Regions from separate parts of the Mus musculus genome. Here regions 1, 2 and 4 are each linked to region 3. A link is a contact called in public Hi-C and promoter capture Hi-C data. All regions are on one chromosome and are shown on one strand. The core of a region is the stretch at or near the end of the contact, and the rest is flanking DNA. Distances in the headings are between cores, read along the strand shown.

Evidence for each region. Promoter capture Hi-C pulls out the DNA fragments that hold promoters and counts their contacts. A called contact is a pair of places that touch in the nucleus more often than the background predicts.
Region 1: a contact with region 3 is called in a promoter capture Hi-C map of pre-B cells. The contact joins the promoter of Creld2 here to the promoter of Twf1 in region 3. A contact is called at or near these places in 1 of 39 promoter capture datasets (pre-B cells) and 1 of 484 Hi-C or Micro-C datasets (B cells).
Region 2: a contact with region 3 is called in a Hi-C map of neutrophils, with 8 times the contacts expected there. The contact joins the promoter of Ncaph2 here to the promoter of Twf1 in region 3. A contact is called at or near these places in 1 of 39 promoter capture datasets (pre-B cells) and 3 of 484 Hi-C or Micro-C datasets (CD4 T cells, neutrophils and regulatory T cells).
Region 4: a Hi-C map of CD8 T cells shows a contact between it and region 3, with 4 times the contacts expected there. The contact joins the promoter of C230037L18Rik here to the promoter of Twf1 in region 3. A contact is called at or near these places in 1 of 39 promoter capture datasets (pre-B cells) and 1 of 484 Hi-C or Micro-C datasets (CD8 T cells).

The regions. Positions count from the first base shown.
Region 1 is chr15:88,818,208-88,820,907 of GRCm38.p6, forward strand. Creld2 (cysteine-rich with EGF-like domains 2) reads left to right here and starts at 1,439. Exons shown (of 10, transcript NM_029720.2): 1 at 1,439-1,627; 2 at 1,724-1,806; 3 at 2,322-2,432. The coding sequence starts at 1,505. It overlaps Alg12 (asparagine-linked glycosylation 12 (alpha-1,6-mannosyltransferase)), which reads right to left and starts at 1,111. Exons shown (of 10, transcript NM_001142357.1): 1 at 1,051-1,111.
Region 2 is chr15:89,354,278-89,356,977 of GRCm38.p6, forward strand. Ncaph2 (non-SMC condensin II complex, subunit H2) reads left to right here and starts at 1,442. Exons shown (of 20, transcript NM_001115132.2): 1 at 1,442-1,666. The coding sequence starts at 1,559. It overlaps Lmf2 (lipase maturation factor 2), which reads right to left and starts at 1,382. Exons shown (of 14, transcript NM_178919.4): 1 at 1,079-1,382; 2 at 287-540; 3 at 150-178; 4 at 1-20. The coding sequence starts at 1,172.
Region 3 is chr15:94,588,492-94,591,191 of GRCm38.p6, forward strand. Twf1 (twinfilin actin binding protein 1) reads right to left here and starts at 1,333. Exons shown (of 9, transcript NM_008971.4): 1 at 1,261-1,333. The coding sequence starts at 1,285.
Region 4 is chr15:89,474,952-89,477,651 of GRCm38.p6, forward strand. It overlaps C230037L18Rik (RIKEN cDNA C230037L18 gene), which reads left to right and starts at 1,301. Exons shown (of 5, transcript NR_077233.1): 1 at 1,301-1,334; 2 at 2,308-2,468; 3 at 2,591-2,696. It overlaps Arsa (arylsulfatase A), which reads right to left and starts at 2,473. Exons shown (of 9, transcript NM_009713.4): 1 at 2,199-2,473; 2 at 557-1,704; 3 at 171-411; 4 at 1-54. The coding sequence starts at 771.

The DNA of each region.
Region 1 (2,700 bases), core at 189-2,688, 5.8 Mb before region 3:
TTATCAGCCGGGCGTGGTGGCGCACGCCTTTAATCCCAGCACTTGGGAGGCAGAGACAGGCGGATTTCTGAGTTCGAGGCCAGCCTGGTCTACAGAGTGAGTTCCAGGACAGCCAGAGCTATACAGAGAAACCCTGTCTCAAAAAACCAAAAAAAAAAACAAAACAAAACACCTATCACAGGAATGGGGGCAGCTGCAGGGAAGAAGAGATGCTAATGGCTAAGCTCCAGGAGCCAAGCTCCAAAAAGCTATACTGCTCTTCTGAAGGTCCTGAGTTCAAATCCCAGCAACCACATGGTGGCTCACAACCACCTGTAATGAGATCTGATGCACAGAGCAAGCAGAGGTCGTAAATTCAACTCCCAACAACCAGATGAAGGCTCACAACCCTATGTACAGCTACCGTGTGTACTCATATACATAAAATAAACAAATCTTTAAAAAATTAAAAGCTATACTCTTCGCAAATGTGGCGTGGAGGAGGAGGGCATCTCAGATTAGGGGGTACCCTTCAAAGATCCTGTCGTCCCTGTCCATTGTGATTCCAAAGCTTCCAAGGGAACTGTGGGAATCATTCGTTCAAATTGTGGCTTTAACCTGGAAGTGTTAGCTGGTGTAGATGAACTTACTTGTAAACCAAAGACCAGACTAAACTGTTACTATTTATACAATCAGATGTTCTTTAAAATACACATAGTCCACATCTCCTCCTCCTCCTCCCTCAGGTCACTTAAAGTTCGGAAGGTCATTGTGAACTCACTGCCTGAGGCCCCTGAGGAAATGTCGACCACTGGGGCCCCCTCAACCACACTGAGCAGGACCCAGATGTAGAGCTCTGTTTACGGATGACAGCTCCGGGCGCCAGGTGAGGAGGATGGATGAACGGTCCAGGCCTCGGGCGAGATGTCCCGCCCCCAGGGACACGCTCAGCCTCTAAGTGACAGGTCCATCCCCGGGTTGAGGAACTCAAAGGCCGTCACGCGCGCTCGGGAGAACCCCAGCTTCGCCACCTCCCGCCCGAGTACACCAATCCCGGCGACGCGCGCTAACCTCTCCTCTCCGCAGGACCCCGCGGAACTGAGCAGACTGACCAAGGCAGGAAGCCGGCTGCGGAAACCGGGCCCGGAAGCCAAGTCTTTGCCCGAACTTGACATGGCCACCATTGCCCAGGCTGGCGACCGCAGCTGGCGCTTCCCGCCCGGAGAAAAGATGGCCACTCGTGGAGGGCGGGGCATGGGGACCCGATAGAAGATTACGGTTCTGCCTCATTCTCGCGGGACGCTGACCCGGGGCCTTCTCATTGGTGGCTTCTCGTGGCGAGCCTCAATTGGTCCACATCAGGCAAGGGGGATTCCTCCGGCCAATAGAAGCGCGCGGGGTGAAAGGTGGGCGGGGCCTCGGCGACGCAGTCAAGTAGCCCGGGGAACGGCCGGCGCGCGGGCCGGTGGGCGGAGGCTCAGACTCCGCCGCAGTTCTCGGTGGGTCGCCGGGCAGCCCTCCCGCCATGCACCTGCTGCTTGCAGCCGCGTTCGGGCTGCTGCTGCTGCTGCCGCCGCCCGGGGCCGTAGCCTCCCGGAAGCCGACGATGTGCCAGAGATGCCGGACGCTGGTGGACAAGTTCAACCAGGTGGGCGGGCGGCGGGGTCCGGGGCAGCGGCGCTGGGGCAGGGGCTGGCGGCGGGGTTCACGGTAGCCCATCGAGCTGGTGCCACCTCCACTACAGGGGATGGCCAACACGGCCAGGAAGAATTTCGGTGGCGGCAACACGGCGTGGGAAGAGAAGACGCTGTCTAAGTACGAATTCAGGTGAGTGTTCCCAAGAAGTGCGAGGATGTGCGGTCGCGGTCTGTGAATCGGTGGTCAGACCTTGGGGTCGGTGCAGACCACCGGCACACGGAGGAACCCCTTCGATGGTGGTGGACACCTGTCAATGGTCGTCCCTGCCTCTGGCCACTCAACTGGTCTGTGGTTTCCACACTCCCTACGGCCACTTCTGTGCGCACAGACACTGGAAGGCTTTTACACACACGCACACGGGCCTTTTGGAAACTCAGACTGGAGCCCCTCGCCCTCCTAGAGACTTCTGGCTTCCCTGACTAATGGAATAAGCTCCCTTTCTCATGCTGTAGGGATGGAGGGGCCTACCATTCCTGGGTCCGCTGCACACCCCCCGGTTAGCCTCCCCTTACTGACTAACCTTGCCTGTGGTTGTAGAGACTCTCCTCTTCGCTAAAGTAGTCTCTAGGAGGGACATGTGTAAAGTGAGCAGACTGGTGCTTTGGGGTGCTGGTGCTTTGGGGTGCTGACAGATTGTGTTTCAGTGAGATCCGGCTTCTGGAGATCATGGAGGGTCTGTGTGACAGCAGTGACTTTGAGTGCAACCAACTCTTGGAGCAGCAGGAGGAGCAGCTAGAGGCTTGGTGGCAGACACTGTGAGTGCCTGGGACCCTGTCTTCTGATCTCGCATTTTGCAGTATCTTCCCAGTAGAGAACCTAGAGAAGCAGGAAATATCCTACATCCCCATCCCGATTTACCCCTGCGCTGCCACCATCTCTTAGAAGCTTCCAAGGAGGTCCTGTGCACACCTGACCCTTGCTTCCCCCATCACATAGCCTTGAGGGCGTGGACAGTGCCTCCTAGCCCGAATCACCTGAGGTCCTTAGTTGCTTCAGCCTGAAGTTAAGAAGTGAAAATTGGAG
Region 2 (2,700 bases), core at 192-2,691, 5.2 Mb before region 3:
TCTCCAGCAGCAGGGAATCCCTATAGGGAGGGAAATATCCTAAATTTCCTATTTAGGTTGCTTAATAGGAACCTCCCAGGGTCCTCCCAGGAGAGGCAAACAACCCTGCCCAGTGGCCTCAGGCAGATTGGGCCCCCGGAATCACTCACCACTGGAAATAAAGGAACACTTGGCCCACCTGTAGGGAGAGAAGTGGTCAGGGAGCCACTGTGTGTCTGCTGCATCAGGTGAGGCAGAGAGAGAGGGTGGGTTAGATGAAGGCTGAAGTTTTAAGTGTCTCACTTGCCTGGTAGGCTGATCGGTATGCAACCCAGAGCAGCAGGTAGACGAAGGGGTGTCTCAGAGAGTTCAGGAGCAGGGCGCCCAGGGCTAGCACGGTGCCCAATAAGGTCAGTAAATCCAGACCTTGGGCAGTATCCAGCCCCAGTCTTGGTGCCTCCCACAGCAGCGTTGGTGTTTCCCACAGCTGCTGCCACAGGCCCTTGCCTTGGGGCCGCAGTGTTCTTCGAGCAGGAAGGATGCCCTCTGGGCCATAGAGGCCTGTGGGAGGGTATGTCAGGGCCAAGTCTTAGACATCTTCCCAGTCTAACATGCACATGAACTTAGGCCCCGGAGATGCTCCACCACCAGCTCCTGGCATGCAGATGTCCCAAACCCCCAACTCCAGGTTGTGCTTGCAGATGTTCCCATCCCAGGCAGGGCTTGCTCTGTCTACCAGATGGTCTCTCTCTCTCACGTTGGAAATTGTTGACCCCCAACACCAGGTTCAGAAGACCTGATTCTGGGTCAGCACCTTCTGTCAATTAGAGCGCATCCCTCTCTTACCTGCCCACAGAGTCCAGGTAGAAATCTGCCACCCACTCCCCTCGGGGTTTTTCCCTAAGCCTAGATGAGACTACTAATAGTTAAGGGAAATCGACCCTTGTGCTTCTTTTTCCTCCACTTTTGTTGCCCGCAAACTACCACCCCTTAATCCCGCGCAGAGAGAGGCCTGGACTTTACACCCGCCTCAGAGGGCAGTGAAGGAAGGGATGCTACCACGTCCACGTGTGACGATTCAACCCCTCCGCGCCCTCACCTGGGATCTGGGTGTAGAGGGACGCAAAGGCGAACAAGTAGACAGCGGCCACACCCTGTAGGAAAAGCTGCTGTGGGACCCGGGAGCTCGCCATGTCCGCTACGCGGTCTTGCCGAAGTAGTGCCCTCTAGTCTCCTAGCTGCCCCCAGCCCGGCCTCTGGCCCACGCCGCAGCCGGAATCCGTCAGTCCGGTCGGGTCACTGAGCTCCACCCAGTGCCAAAGAACTCACCGCTAACCACCTAGAAACTTAGTCTCCTCCGCTCCTCCAGGCCCCCCCCCTAGACACGGAGCCCCGCCCCCGGTGTAGGCCCCGCCCCCGTCGGGCCCGCTTCTTTACTTCTTCGAAACTGGGCCCGCCTGACGTCATACGTGTGCGCGCAGTGCCCTGGCTACGTACTTCCGGGGCGGGAGCACCAAAATGGCGCCAGAACCAGTAGCGGGTTGAGCCATGGTTCCGGGCTTCTAGTCCCGTTCTAGACATGGAGGATGTGGAGGTGCGCTTTGCTCACCTCTTGCAGCCCATCCGGGATCTCACTAAGAACTGGGAGGTGGACGTGGCGGCACAGCTGGGCGAGTATCTGGAGGAGGTGAGGGCGGCGGGGGAATGGCATCGGCCTGGGCGCTCAGGCTGCATTGCCACCCCCCGCCTCCGGGTCTGTAGCCGTCTGGTGTGTCATCCGCAGTCTTGTTTCTTTCCTCACCCCCCTTCAAAATCCAGCCTGCCTCTCGAAACTTTCAGCTAGATTCTCCCGGAGCTGTCCTTTTCAGGCCTCTGTCGGTTAGCGAGCTGTGAAGTCGATTTGGTTGGATGATAATCATTTTTCTCCAACAAGTACATTATTTCCGTTTTCTTTGGGGGAATACAATACATTAAGAAGCAAACTTTTTGTTTTCCCCTTTTGGGGGCGGATTTAACCTGGGGCTTTGGACAGGTTTGGCAGGCACTCTACCACCGAGCTTTTTTTTGGAACCTGTTTTTCTTCTTGAGCCAGGCGCCAAGGCAGGTCTTAAACCCGAAGTCTTCTGTCCCAGTCTCCCGATTATTTGCAACTACCAATCAACCCTACCATACCAGGACTCTTACAGTAATGGAGAGAGATCTGGTTCCCGAAGGAAAAGGGATTTTGTATCTTAGACCTCAAGCCCCGCCCACACGATCTTCCCGCAGTGCGACGCACCCATACCCCAGGCTCTTAATTTGAACCAGTTTTGTCCAGAAGGATCCGCCCCCTCCCCCATCCTGTTGGTGGCCCAGCCCCTCGCCGTAATCTAGCCTATCAGCATTCCATTCCTCCGTTTTGTTTTTTTTTAAGTTCAGGTCTATTCAGTCACTGTCTGCTCCGTTTCTGCACGTTCACACTTTGGCTCAACACAATCGGATCCCACTACTGAATAGTTACAGGTCTCAACTCGAACTGTAGTGGTCTTCGTATTTAAAAATAAAAGAGACGCTCGAAGTGCCCTGTTGGGGAGATTTCTCGGTCTGACAGCTTCCTTTTTGAAACAGTGCTCTTAGGATTTCTATTTGACTGCTTCTGTTTTCTTTCTTAAGTGTCGAGCTTCTTGGGGTGGAGTCTTCTTTCCCTTAAAAATAGAAAATCTTACTTGTGTGATTTTTTTT
Region 3 (2,700 bases), core at 83-2,582:
ACAGGAACTTCAACATTTTAGCCACAGAACTCAGTAGCAGAAGTAACACTAGGGTGAATGCTTTCAGTCAAACCCAGTAACAGACAAATTGCTCCATGTTTGAAAATGTTAACAAGTTGCTTCTAATAGTCCAATTTTAAGTTTGTGATGTGTGCTCCTTCATCAAATCATGTCCTGTATCTGTCCATCAAGAACAACAGGATCAAATCTCATATACTGATTAAAGAAAAAACCTGTAAAATACACTAGATCTTACATTTTTCTTGCATCTCTTTGTAAAAAGTTATAGAAGCCACCCAGGAAATAAACATTTAATAACCTATCCCTTGTGTAGTCATCATTGCTTCAAATTCGGTCTTGTGTTGTTGATTGCCAAGCAAGACTAATATTTATGTCTTGTTATATAAAAGGCTCAAACATTAAACAATAATTTTGATATATTTAAATGTCATAAGTAACACGGGGGAGATTAAGTGTTGTTAGATCGGAGACTATTTTTGCCTGCATGTGCACAGAATTAAGTGGTAGTGTCAAAAACCCTTAAAACACAAAACAAGTTATTAAGTGGTCACCCGGGGGAAAGGCTCGGTTAACTATTACGGGAAGTGCTCTAGTTTATATTAGAACTCGTTAAATAACCCCGGGATATATTATTTGATTCCGTAGGAGGTTGAGTACGTCCAAGTTGCCTATTTTCCAACCAGGAAATAATAAACGGCGAGTAAGATACACAAGTAAACTGCACATTCGACTGTCTCCACGGGGTTCATGAGGTGCAGCTACACAGATCAGACTTTGCAGCTGCCTGGGGTGCAAGCATCCAAAGATGGAAAAACACTCCCTACTCGGGATTTCTCCGGAAGGAAGGCACACCCGCGTTCTGAGAGAAAAATCCGGGGAGTTCGGGAGGCAGCCTACAGCGGTGGGAGCTGTTTGGTTTTCAAACGATCTGAGTGCTGGAGCAATCTCCTTTGGCGGGTCCCGAGGAAAAAGTCGCTCGGCTGGCCGGCGGCAGGAGCCCAGCCAGCTTCGGTCTTCCTGCTCTCGGCACGGGGGCCGGGATGCAGCGGGGTCGCCCGGGACATCCTCACATCCTCGGTTCTCTGGCAGCCACCACCGGCCTGTTACGTGGCGGCCGCCGGGGAGGGCCGCGAGGGACACAGTCGGGGCCGTCGCACCCAGAGCAGCTCCAATGCCGTGCGCGCCTCCAGCGTTCCGGCCCGCAGCCTCCCGGGAGCCCCTGCCCCGTGGCGCCGTTACCTTGGATGCCTGTCTGGTGGGACATGGCGGCGGCCCCAGGCTCCCGGCTCCGGCGCAGGGTGCGGTAGCGGCCCCGGCCGGCGGATCCAGGAAGTAGCGGCTCCGCCTGTGCGTCATCGGCCCGCGACTCTCAGCCCCGCCCCCAGCACCAGCCCCGCTCTCCAGCGCGACATAGACCCCGCCTAGGATCCCGCCCCCTGTTCTTTCACTGGCTACTTTCATTGTCGTCACAAGCCCCGCCCCTTAAGCCATTGGCCATGCCCTTTCCCGGCAATCACCCCCCCTTGCCCCCCCCCCCCCCCCCCCCGCTGCTGTTTCTGTCCAGGATGCACCTTCTGGCAGTGGGCTGTGTGTCTATCACACGCCGCAGCGACACACCTCATCAAAATGCTTTAGAGGGAAAAATGGCCATTTTCCGAAACAAACGCTTTCTACATGAAAGACATATCCTTTGCTGTAAAGAAAAGACCATTTTAAGGCGAAAGATAAAACAGTTAAACATTTGCAAAGCAAGATGGGGCTCAAGACCACTCCTGGCCCACTTTAAAATAAGAGACTGTAGAGTTCTCCATTATTTTCCCCGTGATTTGAATCTCAAGCTGTTCACTTTTCAATTGGTCACTATCACACAAAACCACTGTTCTCACCTCAAAAAAGAGAAAAAAAAGTCTATTCTGAAATCAAATATGTGCCCTATCAGGCGGGGAGGAGGCACTAATTCAGGTGACACCCCATCCCAAATATCATGTTTCAACTTGGTAACAGACTTATGAATTTTTTTTTTAGTACCAGAACAAAAGAAAATCACAAATCATCTTTAAAATATATTTGGTGGGGACATGGGGCTATACCCAAAGTGGCGAAATTTCTGCTACTGGTTCAGATATTATCTGAAGAGGGCATCTTTAACCTTTCAATGGGAGAAGCTAAGTGGTCTGTACATTTCCAAGGATGGACTCAGAAGTGGCTAGTAACTGGGATGGCCCAAGATAATTCAGCTTAGGACCTACACCACAGTCCTACACAATCAGGCACTTCTAATCAGCTAGGCAACCTTTTTGAGTCTTGAACAGGTTTGGGGTGGCTTTTTTTTTTTTCTGGAAATTTCAGCTCATAGCACTTTAAGAGACCTCATTGTCCTTTCTCTGGTTCCCCCAAAGAACTGAGTGTGAAACCACTGAGCCATTGAGCTGACCTGAATATCTCTCTGTGGTCAGCTCTACCCTTGGAAACCATTAACAGAGCTTTGCTTTAGGTTAGCCTTTGATTGCTTCAAGTCAAATGTGTGTTCGTAGTTACCTGGATGCAATACATTTGTATGGAAACAGCAGACAGGAGTTACCGTTCTTTCTCACTGTACACTTTTATCGGCATGCATTCCCCTGTGAAAGTTTATTCTATTGTTTATTTTTATGTATGTTTTCTAAGTAGAACTCTAGC
Region 4 (2,700 bases), core at 51-2,550, 5.1 Mb before region 3:
GCCACCTTTGCAGGGGATGTCTGGTGGGAAGCACGTTAGGTTCTGACAGGGACCCTGGGGAGAGCAGAGAGCGGTTAGTGTGAGGGAGGACTGGCTACGGGTTAGGGTACAGTTGGTATGCGGGCTTGGGTGTGTGTTGGGGGGCAGCAGAGGGTCCGGCTGGTTTGTACCTGGTCATGGGAATATGGGATGCCCAGGAATCGGTGGAAGCCCTGATGCGGGGGCAGGAAGGCCCCCTCTGGCCCCACTCCAAGATGCCACTTGCCAGCCATCCCTGTAAGGTAGCCTCGAGCAGCCAGGACTTCGGCTAAAGTCACCTCCTCCAAGGGCAAGCCCCCTTGGGAACTGGGCCCCAGAACTCCAGGGTACATGCCTGATCGAACTGGGAGCCGGCCAGTCAGGAGGGCGGCCCTGTAGTACAAACCACAGAATCCATTATCTGCGAGTCCCACAGAGATGAACCCAGAGAGAAGAGGGAGAATGGTGGACATACCCACAGAGAGACAGAAATGGGATGAGCCAGGGGAGAGGGGAGGGGCAAAGGTCCCTCACTCACCGAGATGGCGTGCACAGAGACACAGGCACATAGAAATCTGTGAACCGTAGTCCACCTTCAGCCAACTGATCCAGGTTAGGGGTGGTAGAACTGGGGTGCCCATAGGAGCCGAGGTCCCCATAGCCCAGGTCATCCGCAAAGATCAGCAGGATGTTAGGTGGGCTGGCAGTGCTCAGGCCTGCAGCCAATGCCAAAAAGAGGGTCCCCAGGGCCATGACAGAGATACAGATGGGCCTGTGTCCTCAGTCCCTTGGTAGGGAAGGCAGAGCGATTCCAGCAGGCTCGTTCCTTGAGCGCCCAGGCCAGCCCCTACCTGAGGCCCCAGTCCCGAGCCCTCCTCCTCCCCTGAGCCGCCAGACCCAAATAATCCTTCTGTCTGTAGGTCCACTCTCTGAAGCTCCAGCGAATCTGTCAGAACTCGGAAGGGGGTGGCCTGGGGTGTAACTCCACAGAGCCCCTAAAGGACCAGGGCTTCATTAACGTCACGAGCGGGGATCTGACCCTGTTCACCCAGAGGTGCCAGCACAGGCTTGGGATCAGGAGCAGAAGTCACTTCACATTGACCCGGGAGGCTCCAGCGCCATGGGACAAGGGCGGTTCGAAATTGAGGAGGAACTGGTGGTAGACAGCGTCGATCTCAGGCAGTCTCGGATACGCCCGCGGTCACGTGACAATTGGCTGACCCAGAAGGGGCGGGCTCTGGGACTGGGCGGTACAGAGTCGGGGCTAGGTGGAGCTGGGACCGGGCGAGGCGGAGCTGGGGAGCCGAGCCAAGCGGGTTTGTGTGCCTATGGGAACCTTCCGGGTGGGGCTGCTGCGGACCTGGGACCGGGGCGGGATAGGGTGAGGCTGGAGATTGCTCGCGTGCTCCCGATCCTTATCTGCGCCGGTTGGGGTGTCCCGTGCTGGGCTTGGTAACCTTACGTTCTTTGCTCCTGCGCGCTAGGCTCAGGACTGCCTAGCAGTGCAGCACTACAGCTATCTGGCTCTCCTGCTGTGTCGCTCTTAAATGCGTGTCTGGAGTTCCTCTGGCGAATGGTGGGCTGTTTGTCTCATTTCCTCTGATGAGATACTTGAGGGATCCTTGTTGAAAAAACATCAGCATCCCCCTTCTGACTGAGCAAAGAGGCAAAAACCATGGAGTCTGACTGCAACAAACCAGGAAGACAAATCTGATTGGCTGCTGGCTTTTTGCTCACAACCACCTTTGGTGAATTTTGTGAAACACAATGTATCAAATTATTTAAAAAAATCCTTTCCCTTCTACACGCGTAACTGGTGTTTAAGGTTGAGTGTGTGTGTGTGTGTGTGTGTGTGTGTGTGTGTGTGTGTATCTGTGGTGTTAGAGCTGGGATGTGTGTCTGTGAGTCTGGTGTTTGAGAAGGGTTGCTGGGTTCCTGTGTGGTATAGCTTAGGGCACATTAGTATTGAACTAATGGGAAGACAACATGACTTGTTTCTAACTCTTCATTTATACATTATTGAATATAACCTTTTTTTCTTATCAGTTTTAACTGTTAAGGGAGACTAACAGATATATCCCTCAGAGGGTGGAAGGGTGGGTTCTTAGTGTACTTTAACATCTAAAGGTCCCTGTGGTAACTGGACTTCCCAGATCTCCCCGCCCCCAAAAGCCCCTGACCTGAGTCACTTTTCCGGAGCAAGTCTCTTCCAGGGTATTTCCTTGCAGGTGGCTGTTCCTAGGGAAGTCATTTGTCCAGATTCTTGGCTTTGATTCCTCTCCAAGACAGAGTGGCACTCTAAGACCTCTGGCGTCAAGATGGTCACGACCTGCGCACCCAGGAAGGAAGACGCTGGAGCCAGGGGGGAGATAAACAGGGTTCTGGAAGGGCCTCCCGACTACAGTAGCGGATCAGACTCAGGATCACCCAGTGGTCTAACACAGGCTCAGGTCAGGAGCAGACAACACGTGACACTGAGTTGAAGGTGCCCTCTGGCAAGCAGAATGAGGGTGGTTCAGAATGACGAGTAAACTGGTCATTGATTTATTGATTTTTTTTTTTTTCACTGAAGCCTGGCTCTCTGGGCATCTGGAATTCTCCCGATGAAATCTGCAAGAAACTGCAGGAGGAAAGTTCGAAACTGCAGAGACCCCAGAGATGGCACAGGAAGGAGCTGGGTCT